Linked DNA regions of Mus musculus: region 1 is linked to region 2. The links are chromatin contacts, called in public Hi-C maps. All regions are on one chromosome and are shown on one strand. Each heading gives the region's core, a stretch centred on a gene start, on an enhancer-like site or on the middle of the called end of the contact. The rest is flanking DNA. Distances are from core to core; before and after follow the strand shown. Region 1 overlaps Gm38673 (a long non-coding RNA gene). Region 2 has its middle 8.5 kb from the start of Gm38673.

What was found. Hi-C and Micro-C count contacts between places; a contact is called where the count stands out from the background.
Region 1: a contact with region 2 is called in a Hi-C map of the CH12 cell line, with 2.3 times the contacts expected there. The contact joins two enhancer-like sites. A contact is called at or near these places in 1 of 15 datasets of contacts at CTCF or cohesin (CD8 T cells), 56 of 484 Hi-C or Micro-C datasets (the 63-12 cell line, the AML12 cell line, B cells and 41 more), 4 of 115 datasets of contacts at active chromatin or transcription factors (CD8 T cells, T-cell acute lymphoblastic leukemia, bone marrow-derived dendritic cells and 1 more) and 3 of 9 other capture datasets (adipose tissue, liver and pancreatic islet).

What each region holds. Positions count from the first base shown.
Region 1 is chr1:80,492,105-80,497,912 of GRCm38.p6, reverse strand. It overlaps Gm38673 (a long non-coding RNA gene), which reads right to left. Exons shown (of 3, transcript XR_865573.1): 3 at 1-212. Among named protein-coding and RNA genes, the nearest start is that of 1700016L21Rik, 49 kb to the right of the region's middle. Within about 2 kb of position 1,377, at least 18 of the 459 cell types and tissues checked have an H3K27ac peak or open chromatin away from gene starts, as enhancers often do. A contact at or near this core is called in the CH12 cell line, where this site is marked.
Region 2 is chr1:80,416,502-80,422,882 of GRCm38.p6, reverse strand. No RefSeq gene overlaps it. Among named protein-coding and RNA genes, the nearest start is that of Gm38673, 8.5 kb to the left of the region's middle. Within about 2 kb of position 4,387, at least 53 of the 459 cell types and tissues checked have an H3K27ac peak or open chromatin away from gene starts, as enhancers often do. A contact at or near this core is called in the CH12 cell line, where this site is marked.

The DNA of each region.
Region 1 (5,808 bases), core at 128-2,627, 78 kb before region 2:
AGTCTTCTCCCTGCAGAGAGTTTATCTGGCCAGTGTGCAACGTGGGAAGAGCTGATGCTCTTGTGGACACAAGAGAGGAGCTGCCACAACTGCTGGACAAGAAAGTAAATTTGAGTTCAGAGCAGAGGCGACTAAAGTGTTCCAGGTGATGCTTCAGGAGTCAGCAAAGGAATTCCCAGGAAAGGGCGACTTGCTCTCATCCTCAGGTGTTCCTGCAACAGAATACATGTGAGAAGAGCTGGTGCTAGGTAAGAAATAATCCGGTAGAGAGATGAGAAATCACAAGACTCAACAGACACCACGCTGAGTACCCAAGGCTGATCTTAAAGTCTTAGAAATGAGAGAGGTCAAAATATTCCCAAATTTCAATGGAGAAAGTAATGGTTTAAGCTCAAATCACTGGGTAAAGCTTCAGACACAAGCTTGAAATAACACTTCTGTGGAGGATTCTCGGGGAAATCTGTTTACAGTTCTATTGCATCAATGGCCTAATGAAACATTCCAACTGGATTCCTAATGTATAAAGGACATGGATGTCTGCGCCATTTATCTGGCTATAGGTAAACCATGGCTTTTGTAGGACATTTGACTGCCATTAGTCAACTTACTAATACTTATTCCATAGAGAGAGTAGATGAGCAATTTCTAAAGAAATAGTGAATCATGGGAAAGTCTGGAGATTGACTTAGATTCTAGGTTTCTTTGCTGTTTCCTTATTTTGCTTTACTTTTGGACAAGGTTTAGGGAATACGGAAAGTCGGTTTGAAAGCACAGGATGGTCCCACAGAAATATTTCTGAGCAGCAAGCCAAGCCTGGAAGAAAGATTCCTTTGGTGTCTCATCTCAGAAAAATTCTCACCAGGCCCATCAAGTTCCACAATGTGGTGGCACACTTTCAGTCTCTTCCTCCCAAAAGGCCATAAAGAAAACATGGATTCCTTTAGACTTACCAGATTGGCTGCTGCTTGCTTAGAGATTTGCAAAATGCAACAACCTTTGACTTTAACACCTAGAACTAAACAAGAAACTTTTCAAAAAAAAAATCATCTACATTAGAATTTTAAGCCTAAGAGTTGGAGATAATGATTTTCAAAAAAAAAAAAAAATCATCTGTCTTAGGGGGAGGGGTGTTCAGGTTCAGCTACCATGCTTGCCTATATGTGTATGGGGAGGGGTGGTAATGTTGATTATGTATAGCCACAGCCTTCCTTAAACTTTTATTTACTGCTTCTGTAGAATAACTTTGATTTCTAACTATGCTGAGTCTTTACTTCGTTTTCTCTTTCTCCTCCTCTGCCTCACTATCATTTCTGCCTTGAATGAGTCAGAATCTCAAGAGGCTATGAATAGGTACCACACCCCAAATGCGGGGATTTCCTAACATCATACATTTGGCAAGAAGAGAACAAGATGTTCTTAAAATGCAAAACGTACAAATGAGTGTAGTCCAGCGAATCCATCCAGCAGTTCCCTGCTCCACAGAGGTGCCCTCTCATACAGCAAAGCATCTGTTTCTGGAGAATACCATGGCAATGTTTTACTCCTCTAACAAGAGCCTCCAACTGGCTTTATTCCCATGTACATCATTAAAAGTTGGATTTTCTCAGTAAGGGATACACATAAAAATACATAGAATACACATAGATATATGAGTACACATGTAAATACATACTTCACATCAAATTTCCTCACATGGGTTGACTATGTTTTTCCCAAGATCCATAGACTTTCAAATAAAAATTAGTAACACAAGGCAAGAGAAACCTCCAATACAGATATCAACAAGAGTTATCCAAGAAACTCCCAAAACATTATAGGCTTTTGTTATGGCCCTTGGTTGCCTCCCAGAGGTTGACGATAAATTCATATTGCTGAAGACACATCTCAGACATAAAACTTCACAGGATCCAAGCTGGATCAACCTGAAAGTCTCCTCCCTGAGAACTAGCATTCATGGTACCAGTATCCAGATAATGTTGCCCGTGAACTAAAACAATAATGAGCATGCCACAATACCCTTAAGGGTACAATGTCAGCATACATACCTTGGTGGAAACCAAAAGCTCTCTAATTGGACTTAAGGTCCATTCAACAAAAGGAAAATTACCTGGAGATAGTGTGGTCATGGTCTTGGAGGAGAACTTTCAACCTCTGCAAAATTAGTAACTGCATTCTAAATATTTATTATTGTACTCATAGATAAGTGTAGCTCTCAATTCTAACACAAAAAACAACAACAAAAGCAAAAACTTTTCTTTGTAGCAATCAAAAGCTGTTACAGGAAACTACAACTGAGCAAAATATAGAGAACAAGTGATCCTGTGGAGCTCAGCCCCAACTGATGCATCTATTACACAATTCCTGCACCTAAGGCTCAGAGAACATTGACGAGGAGGGATCAGAGCGGTTTGAAAAGACAAAGAAACAAGAAGACTGCTATGAGACTGTGTCTCCTAAAAATGTCAGGGAACTACACCCATGAACTCTCAACAACATGGTTGAAAAAGGAAAACCAATAGACATGTTAACATGAAAGGAGAAAACCCAAGGATATCCCAATTCTAGACAAAGAACTACAGGAAACTAAGAAATAGTTAGGGAGACATATTGTCTTCCCCCGAGAAGAGTCTCTCAGTTCCTAGTGGTCAGGCTTGAAATAATATACATACGAGTAATATTATGAAAAATGAGTAGGCTGGAGTTACATATTTAGGAGTGTGTGTGTGTGTGTGTGTGTTGAACAACAAAAAGCCATGAATTCAGAAGAGAGCAAGAGAGTATACACGGGAGGGGTCGGAGGGAGGAAAGGGAAGGGGGAAATGATATTATATTTTCATTTCAAATAAAAATAAAACTTTTAAGGTTGGATTTTCAAATCAAGTTGTTAATATAATAACAACTTAAATTTGAAACTTAAACTTGAACAATAGGTTTCAAGGCTGCCATAGTTATTATTGATTTTTTTCCCACTCTGACCAAATGTGCATCTCCTTTTAGTCCTTTCAGCGAATAGTTAAAAAAAAAAAAAAAAAAGAGAGTACTTTTGACTAAGTGCAATTCAGGGCTCTCCTCTGCAGGTCTTAGAAATAGCTCTTGTCTGGAGTGACAGACAACACTCCCACTCTTTCTCACAAGTATCCTTGAGTAATGCAAGGTTGTTACAGGTGGAAGCCTTGCATCGTCTTAACCAGTTCCATCTCCTAACAGATTTCACGGATGCCTGGGATGTCTGTTTTCTCCAGGATATGATGTGGCCTCTGAAGCCTAAACTGTTTGGCTTAAATTAACAAGCAAGATTTTCTTGGCAGAATCAATGCCTTACATTTTCTACACTATGGCATCTTGACATTAGTAACTGAAATCAGACGTGAAAGATTTCTTGCTTCCAAAACGGGGGAGGGGGGTGGAGTGGGGGGACTGTCACCTTCTCCTGATGTCGCAAAGCATAAGGTAATGAAAAGAGAAATCTGTGAAAGACAGAAAATTAATTGAACCCAAGCATGCAAGTCCTTGGAGGCTGAGACTTCAGTGTTTGCCTTTGGGTTCCAGAGGCAAGGAGAGATCCAGGCATGTGTACAAGTTTCTGCAAAGCTTGCTGAGTTCATGCATAAAAGAATTCACAAATGAGTCTAAAAGAAACCAAAGTTAGACTTCTTAAGGCAACTTCATGCTGACTGATGTCTCTGGTGTCCCCAGTAGAAGTGTTCAGTCAAAGGAGACTGAGAGAACATACATCACTCAGGCTCTGAAGGAGAGTGCCCAGACACAGATGCTCAGCCCTATTGCTGATACACTTGTGACCCTGAGCAAGGATCCACACTGAGCCTCACTTATTTCTTCTGGAAAATGGTACAAACAATGAGTAAGAGGATCAAAACAGAACACAATGTTCATAATTCAGGAACTGGCAGCAGTAAATGCCCTGTATGTGTGAGCTGTAATTAATAGCATGGTAACAAATACAGCTCAAGTGAGAAATTAGGCATTGTGACATCAAGTTGTTTTTAGTAATATTGATTCATATAATTGTAAAATATGTATTTAGTGAATGCATAAATTTAGAAACATGGTAATTCACGCTGTTTCCCCATAAAATCACTGATGAGCACCTCATAGCTATTGTAAGTTCCAGCTTATAAGAGCTCCAAAGGCAAAAATACATTCTTGCAGGGAGCTTGCACGGTGTAGAGAGTATTATAAGTCCCCTAAAGTATTAATAAATGCATACAAATATTGCTCTTTATCTAATGTATCTCCAAGGACAGATGCTACCTCAAGGTATGGATTTATATAAAGTATCTGAAATGTCTCATAAATGATGACAGTAGATTCAGAATAATTGTCCACAAGGAACATAAATGCACAAAAGCTTACTCTGTGAGATCCAGCTAGATGGAGCAGTTTCTGAGATAAAGATGTTTCTTGATGTCAAAAATAATTTGGAACAGGATTTGCCTTCTATGTCAGGTCAATGTGATCTTCCTTGGTGACAAAAACTAGGAGTATATGAAATTTAATATCACTTTAAAGGTGCAGAGGCTATGTAAAAGCAAGAAGACTGCTCTATAATCCTGGCCTGAAAGGTATTTCAGAGGTCGAAATCTGACACTTATTGAATTAATGTCTTCAGCAATAATTTATTTTAACCAACACCCAATATCTGGCTCAAAATGGAATTCTGGTCTTGGTAGAGCAATGCTAGAGAGAACTAAGAGGATGTACATGTTCACGTATTGCTATAAAGAAAATGAAAAACCAAATTCAAATTGAGAAGATAAAGACCTAAGAGCATATAGGAGGAACCTAAAACACACTGAATTCTCTATTGAAAAGACCAACACATGCACATACATGTCCACATGTATACAGACTACTAACAAGACAGTTGTGACCATAGAGCCAGAAAAATTATTTTCTGTTTTAATGATGCTCCATTCTATAAACAGGATTATTCATAACATCCACCTCCATACCAAGAGAGCAAGAACTCACACACAACACATGAACTGCTCAAACCTAGTCACATTGTTCACTGTGGACTATGAACTAAACACATTGGAGTACATAAGTTGACACCATATGGGCCTCCTCCCACCCAGTCCACTCCGATTAAAATCAGAACTCAGCCAGGATGCTGTGTAACACTCCTAAGGACCACTCCTAAGGACTTTACGAGCTACATAGAATCTACTTTAACTCAACACTGATGTCTTTACTTGTGTCCTTTTGTGGTGCACTGGGAGACTTGGAAAAGAAGAGAACTGGAGAAGAAAATAAAGAGCAGAACCAAGAATAGAGTGGAGTGCCTAGCCAGTCTTGGACAACCTATGGTTCTAAATAGAAAGAAAACATATAAGTTCATTTCACTTAAGCCAGTATTGTTCCTGTGTCTTTATTAACTTCTTTGTGCAACTTCCAACCAATAGACCTTTCTGGACTCCCCTGAACACCTGAGGTCCCTTTCTGATCACCAGTGGCACTTTGATACTTAACTTATATCTCCTCTTTGAGAATATGACCGAGTAAATTACTGTATTTCAGGATATTGAATGTCTTTGATTAAGCCAAGTTGTATTGAATTAAATCTAACTTTGAATCAAATTTCTAAAATGCCTCTACATTCAAACAATTGTCAAACAAATATATCAATACAACAAATTAAATATTTCCTTTATTGAATTATCCATCTATACACTGAAAATAACTTCTTCCTGTTTAGTCAGAAATATGGATTTAAGAACTGTGGTTTGTAAAAACTAAAATAGAAACAAAATAGAAATGTTAGTTTATCTACCAAAAAGGAATTCA
Region 2 (6,381 bases), core at 3,138-5,637:
TTTTTTTACTGCCTTTCTTTTTTTCTACTGTTTTCTAGCCTCGCTTTTTCCATATAAACATTGCTTTTCCTTTTTGGGATAGACGCTTACACAGCCCAGGCTGGCCTGGAACATTATGTAACTGAGTCTTAGTTAGAGTTTTACTGCTGCGAACAGACACCATGACACGGCAACTCTCATAAGGACAACATTAAATTGGAGCTGTCTTACAGGTTCAGAGGGTCAGTCCATCATCATCAAGGTGGGAGCATGGCATCGCCCAGGCAGGCATGGCACAAAAGCAACTGAGAGTTCTACATCTTGTTCCAAAGGCAAACAGAAGCCTGGCTTCCAGGAAGAGGGTCTTAAAGCCCACCACACCCACAGTGACACACTTCCTCCACCATGCCACACCTTCAAATAGTGCCACTCCCTGGGCAAAGCCTATTAAAACCACCACACTTACCTTAACTGTTCCTTCTGCTTCTCTACCGCTTAAGTGCTAGGATTACTTGCAAGCATCACCACTTGGTTTTATGTAGTACTGGGAGGGGATTGAATGCACAGCTTTGAGTATGCAAAGTAAGAGCTCTACCAACTAAGTTACCTTTGTTGTTGGTGCTGTTGTGTGTGTGTGTGTGTGTGTGTGTGTGTGTGTGTGTGTGTGTGTGTGTGTGCTACAGCATGTATGTAGAGGTCAGAGGATGGCTTGTGGAAGCCAGTTTTGTCCTTCTACCACAGGGATCAAACTCAGGTCCATGGAAACAAGTACCTTTCCCACTGAGCCATCTTGACCGCCCAGGTTGCTGACTTCTTACACTTACAATAGAAACAGAAAATATTAATGATCATTACCAATAGGCCACTTGAATTCAAACATGTTGAGAAACTTAGTATATGATTTCCGTTCAATGAATTCAGCATTATAGATCATTGAGTTACTCTTAACTAATAGGGATGGTGGGGGCGGTGAGCTTTGAGGAGTGTATCCGTAATCTGGTGCTTTTGTCTAAGAAGCCGGAGGTTCTGATTCTGACTTCGTACTGAATTAATGAGGATGTAAAACTTACCCAGGGCCCCTGCTTAAAGCTCCTGGGTCCTGGCACGGAGACAAGGTGATACTGAGGTTGCCGATCCCAGGACTACATCCTGAATAAGGTTGTCCTCCTCTGTGGTTGATATGAAAAGCATCAGCATGAGAGTGTAAAAAAGATTATTTGTATTCTGTATATATAAATGCTGGAAATTATGGTGGCAGTTATTCCTTTACCAGTTTGTTCCCCAAATAACCACACAGAGACCTTTTAATATCTCAAAGCTTAGGCTTTAGCTGGGCAGATTCTTAATTAGCTAAACTAAATAAACCTGATTACCTACCCCACTTCAAACACATGACTAGCTATACCTGCCAGGTCCGAAGTCACCTTTCATGTCTCCTGATGGAAGGGCCTTTCTTCTTCCAGGAAGTCCTGTCTGCCTCTCTCTACTCCCCAGTCACAGTCTTTGGCCTTTTATTGACCAATTAACTTGGGGAGCAACAAGCTACTGTACTTGAGAATTCGCTCGTCTTGGGGCAATCAGATCTTGGGGTACAGAATTCAGCATTTAAATACATAGCAGCACCAGACCAACCCCAACGTAAGAAGACACTTTGTAATCTTTCAGCTTTAACGGATCACACATAGACACTACACAACATATCCTGCAAATACAACCTGTGAGCCTCCTTTCACTTCTTCTGCGAAGCAACCTCACTCGTGAGTGAATGCTGAAGTAGATTCTATGGAAAGCTGGACTTTTTGTTTGGTGTTGCAAGTTAACCTTTTACAAAGTTCTGGTGATGGCTTTTAGTATTAAAATATGTAATTAACTGAAAAAGAATGGCAGTTTGTTATAATGCCATTGAGGTAGAGTATTTAAAAGCCAGAAACTTTCCCCCACCACACACATCAGACTTTGCAGTGAAACTGCTACTTTTCCCATATAAGGCCAGAATTCATTTTTCAACCACCAAGAGTTCTATCTGCCTTAGCAGCTTGCTTTAACTATACAATGTGCTAGCAGTAAAGGTATGCAAGTCCAAGTCCCCAGGGCATTACAGCCTTGACCTTCTTTTTTATTTTTATGTTTTTAAATGGTGCGGAAATTATTAGAGGATGCTGGTTTAACCTATGGAAGTTAAGATGGTCATTGAGGAGAACTAAAGGACACATCCCATCCAATAGGTAGTTCGAATAACTACAACTCTGTGAACAAGCCCAACTGATCTAATGCCACTGCACGGGTATCCCCAAACAAACCAGCAGATGACCTGTCACATCTACCCTTAGAAACATGACAAACAACAAGCTGCTGTTAAGCCTCTGACTTTTGAGGTGTTTTGTGGAACAGCAGTAACTAACCAACACACCCATTCTTCTGGTTTCAGGGAATCTTAATAAGACAGGTGAAGGGCTCTCGAAGGCCCTCGCAAGGTAAACACGGACCCAAGCATGGCAAATATGGTGCAGGAAGGTTTTACCCTTTTCTTAGCCTCTTCCCTGCTAAACCATTAGATTTCATTTTTTTTAAAGGTAGCCATCTAGGTCTATTCCCTGATTTGGTCACCTACTCATTCCTGAGAATGATCACCAAGCTCCAACTATCAAAACACCAAGGTCCAGTCATCAAAGTTTGTTATCTTGGCTGCCCTAACTAAATTAACCAACCAGAAGTGACCAGTGTGCCCCAGCTCATGCTAACACAGATCTTCCCTTTCCCCCTCTTTTTTTTTAATTAGATATTTTCTTTATTTACATTTCAAATGTTATCCCATTTCCTAGTTTCCCCTCAGAAAACCCCCTATCCCCTCCCCTCTCCCCCTGCTCACCAACCCACCCACTCCTGCTTCCTGGCCCTGGCATTCACCTATACTGGGGCATAGAGCCTTCACAGGACCTAGGGCCTTTCCTCCCATTGATGACCAACTAGGCCATCCTCTGCTACATATGCAGCTGGAGCCATGAGTCCCACCATGTGTATTCTTTGGTTGGTGGTTTAGTCCCAGGGAGCTCTGGGGGTACTGGTTAATTCATATTGTTGTTCCCCCTATGGGGCTCCAAACCCCTTCAGTTCTGCAAAGCTTTTTTCTGCTGTTTCTGCCTAATTCAGCCATCTTGTCTCTGCCTCGCTGAATAAAGGACCCCTTTGCATTTGGGTTGAGCTGAAATTTGGTGTTTGGATGTGCTCTCTGCTTAATCCAAGGTCCAGACTGGAACACTCTACAGTGCTCCTGTCCCTTAAGTAGGATCCTGAGGTCTGTAATAAGAAAAACTATGGCAGACCTGGGATTAAAATCCAAGTGAATGTGTTGACAGCCTATTTTGTAATCATCACTTACATTTAGTTCACATGAAGCATTTCGAAGTGTTAAGAAATCACATTTTTTTAAATCTTTGGGCCAGAGTGAGCAGGGACTGAGCGAGCGTGGTTGACCAGAGCAAGCAGAGATCCTAAATTCAATTCCCAACAACCACATGAAGGCTCACAACTAACTATCTGTACAGCAACAGTGTGTACTCATATACATTAAATAAATAAATAAATAAATAAATAAATCTTTGAAAAAAAAAAAAGAAATCGCACTTTTAAAAAAATGACCTAGAGTTATCCTGAAGAGCCAATTGTGTCATGTGTCCTAACTGGGAAAGGTATCTGCTTGAGATTGTCCACAGTGTGACTGGAAGTCCAATAGACCTACAGTGTTTCTTCTCCTGAGTCAATGCTGGTTCTGATAACCTAAGTGAGGAACTTTTTATATAACTTGCCTCTTTTGATACTCAGAACAAAAACTGAGTGTAACACCATATTTGTTTATGACTACAGAACCAGAACGCTCAAGTCCCCATAACAGATAATGAGAAACACTCCACGGTTGCAAAGCTTGCCTAAGAGACGCAGAGTGTGGCCAACAGAAAACAACTCAGCCCACCCTCCCTGGGCCTGCAGCTCTCAGACAGTAGACCACAAGACTTGACCACCAAAACTGCATGAGCCAGTTCCTCATAGTCAATTGTCATGTATCTCATATAGGATCTGTTTTGCTGTGTGGGAATTCCCCACACAGTAAGACAGACAGCGAGTAAAAGAGAGCAAATCTTTCCAGAGCAAAACCACTGAGAACCTGGTAGCTTCTCCTTGAGGAAAAGTAGGTAGAATTTGCATTGAAGTATAGCTTCTTCCATAATCCCAATAAAATGACATAAGGCATCACCCGCCACTGCCCACAAACCCTTTACAACTTTAACTTCAGTGTTAAGGCATTTGATTTGATCCTCGGAGGTACACTGGGTCTGCCTGAATGCCGCCACTTTATCTTTATGAAAGTTAAAAACAGATTAAAAACTTGGCCAGCTTCTAGCTGATGACTCATCCCTGCCTCAGGAGGTCAAGATGAGGTGGCCGAGGCATCCAATAATTCTGCACAAAGTAAGTATTAAGAGTATTTATTTAGACTTTACATTTCTTCCATATTTCTCTCGGATACGTGCTCATTATTTCTGGAGCGGGTCGCTGGATTTTCTTTCACATTCAACAATTCCCAGTGCTTCTTATGTGAGTGGTCCTTGAGCTAGGTGTTAGGAAATAACGGAGAGCTTTGAAAACACAGTGTTTTCCACATCTAGTTAATGTTTGACTTTTGAAATGTTTATCTCTGAGCTTAGAATCAGTATCTATAAATCATGATAGTACCTTACTGGTATACTCTGGCTGCCATGACTCAGTCACAAGGTGGACCACTGAGACAACAGAAATGTACTAACACATCATTGAGGTCCTTGAGCAAGGAGTAAGAAGAGGGGTTTCTTTCTTAAGGCTAAGAATGTCTGTTCCAAGCCCCTCTCCCAGACTCCAGGAGTTCACCTGCAACCTTTGTCATCCCTTGGAGTGTGAATCTCTGTCTTCACCTTGCCATCGTATTGTCCTCAGTGGCTACATCTAAATTCTTTCTCTTCTGGGGGCAGCAATCATATCCACGCATGGATCCATCCTACTTTAAGACTTCATTATAATTAATTTCACTTGTAGCAATCTCACTTCCAAATAAGGGAATACTTGGGAGTCCTGAATGGTAAATGAGGCCATATGGATTTTAGAGGAACATAGTTCAGCCCATGGTGAGTGCACACCTTTCAAAGCTACACTCAAATTTTAAGGAAGTAGTATCTAGCTTATTTAGCAGTGTGTCTGGCGTTTTTAAGCCCTACTCGGAGCAGAGAATGTAGCTCAGTGGTAGAGTTCTTGCCCAGCATGTGTGAAGGTCTGCACACTAGAAATCAAAGACTGGGATGAACGAGGTAGTGCAGACCTTTAATTCTAGCACTAAGGAAGCAGATCTATGTGATATGGGGCTAGTCTGTTCTACAGCGAGACTTCTAGTCGGCCAGGACTATGTAGAGATCCTGATACAAGGGAGGGAAACAGGGAGAGATATAGAGACAGAGACACAGAGAGGTGGGGGGGGGGGCGAGGAAGGAGAGAGAGGGGGAAGAAAAGAGAGGAAAGGAGGAGAGAGAGGATGTTAATAAATGATAGTCATTTAACTATTACTACATTTCTTCATCTTCCCCAAAATTCCCCCTTACAAAGAAAAGCATACATGTTTTAACAAATGCAGGGGGAAAATATAGCACTTGTACAAACCCTACTGATGCATGCTGGGTCTAAAAGGGTCTAGAAAACAGGGCATCAGCCTCGATGCTCTTCTTGCTTTCTAAGGCAAGTTATTTTTTTTTAATGCTGTTTTTAATTATATTGCCGAGGCCCCAGGGTGCTAAGTCTTCACTGATCTTTTTCCTGTTGTATAATCGTTTTCCAATTGTTTTTCGGGTTTTATTTACTTATTTATTATTCAACTAATAGGATTGTTGAATCCTTTGGAAATGAAGGTAATTTAAAGAGTTTATTGTTTAACTTAATAATTAAAGTCCCTGTGTTCTCTCCCCTAATATGGCACTCCTTTCTTCTGGCAAAGTAAAGACTTGCCATTAAAAGTAAGTAGACTTTCACAAGAGTGATTTTCAGAATAACTCTCTCTCATTATCCCGCAGCCAATTCTCTCCTTTGCATAGAAGCAGAAAGTTACAGCACTTGCTGCCTTTTCCTTTAACCCTCTAGAAGCTTTTTGCTAGCCTGAGAAGTCTCAAAAGACTTCTCGTTTCTTGGCTGTCTGATTAATCAGATATGAGCAGATATAGTAGTTCCTTTCATATGTGAGCTTAACTAACTTGGAAGTGCCCACATCAAAGAAAAAACACACAAAAAACACTAATTCTGGGCTGGGGCTGTAGCTTGATGGTAGAACGCTTGTTTAGCAAGCAAGATACCACAGGGTAAATCCCCAGGGTGAAAAAAATTACTTCT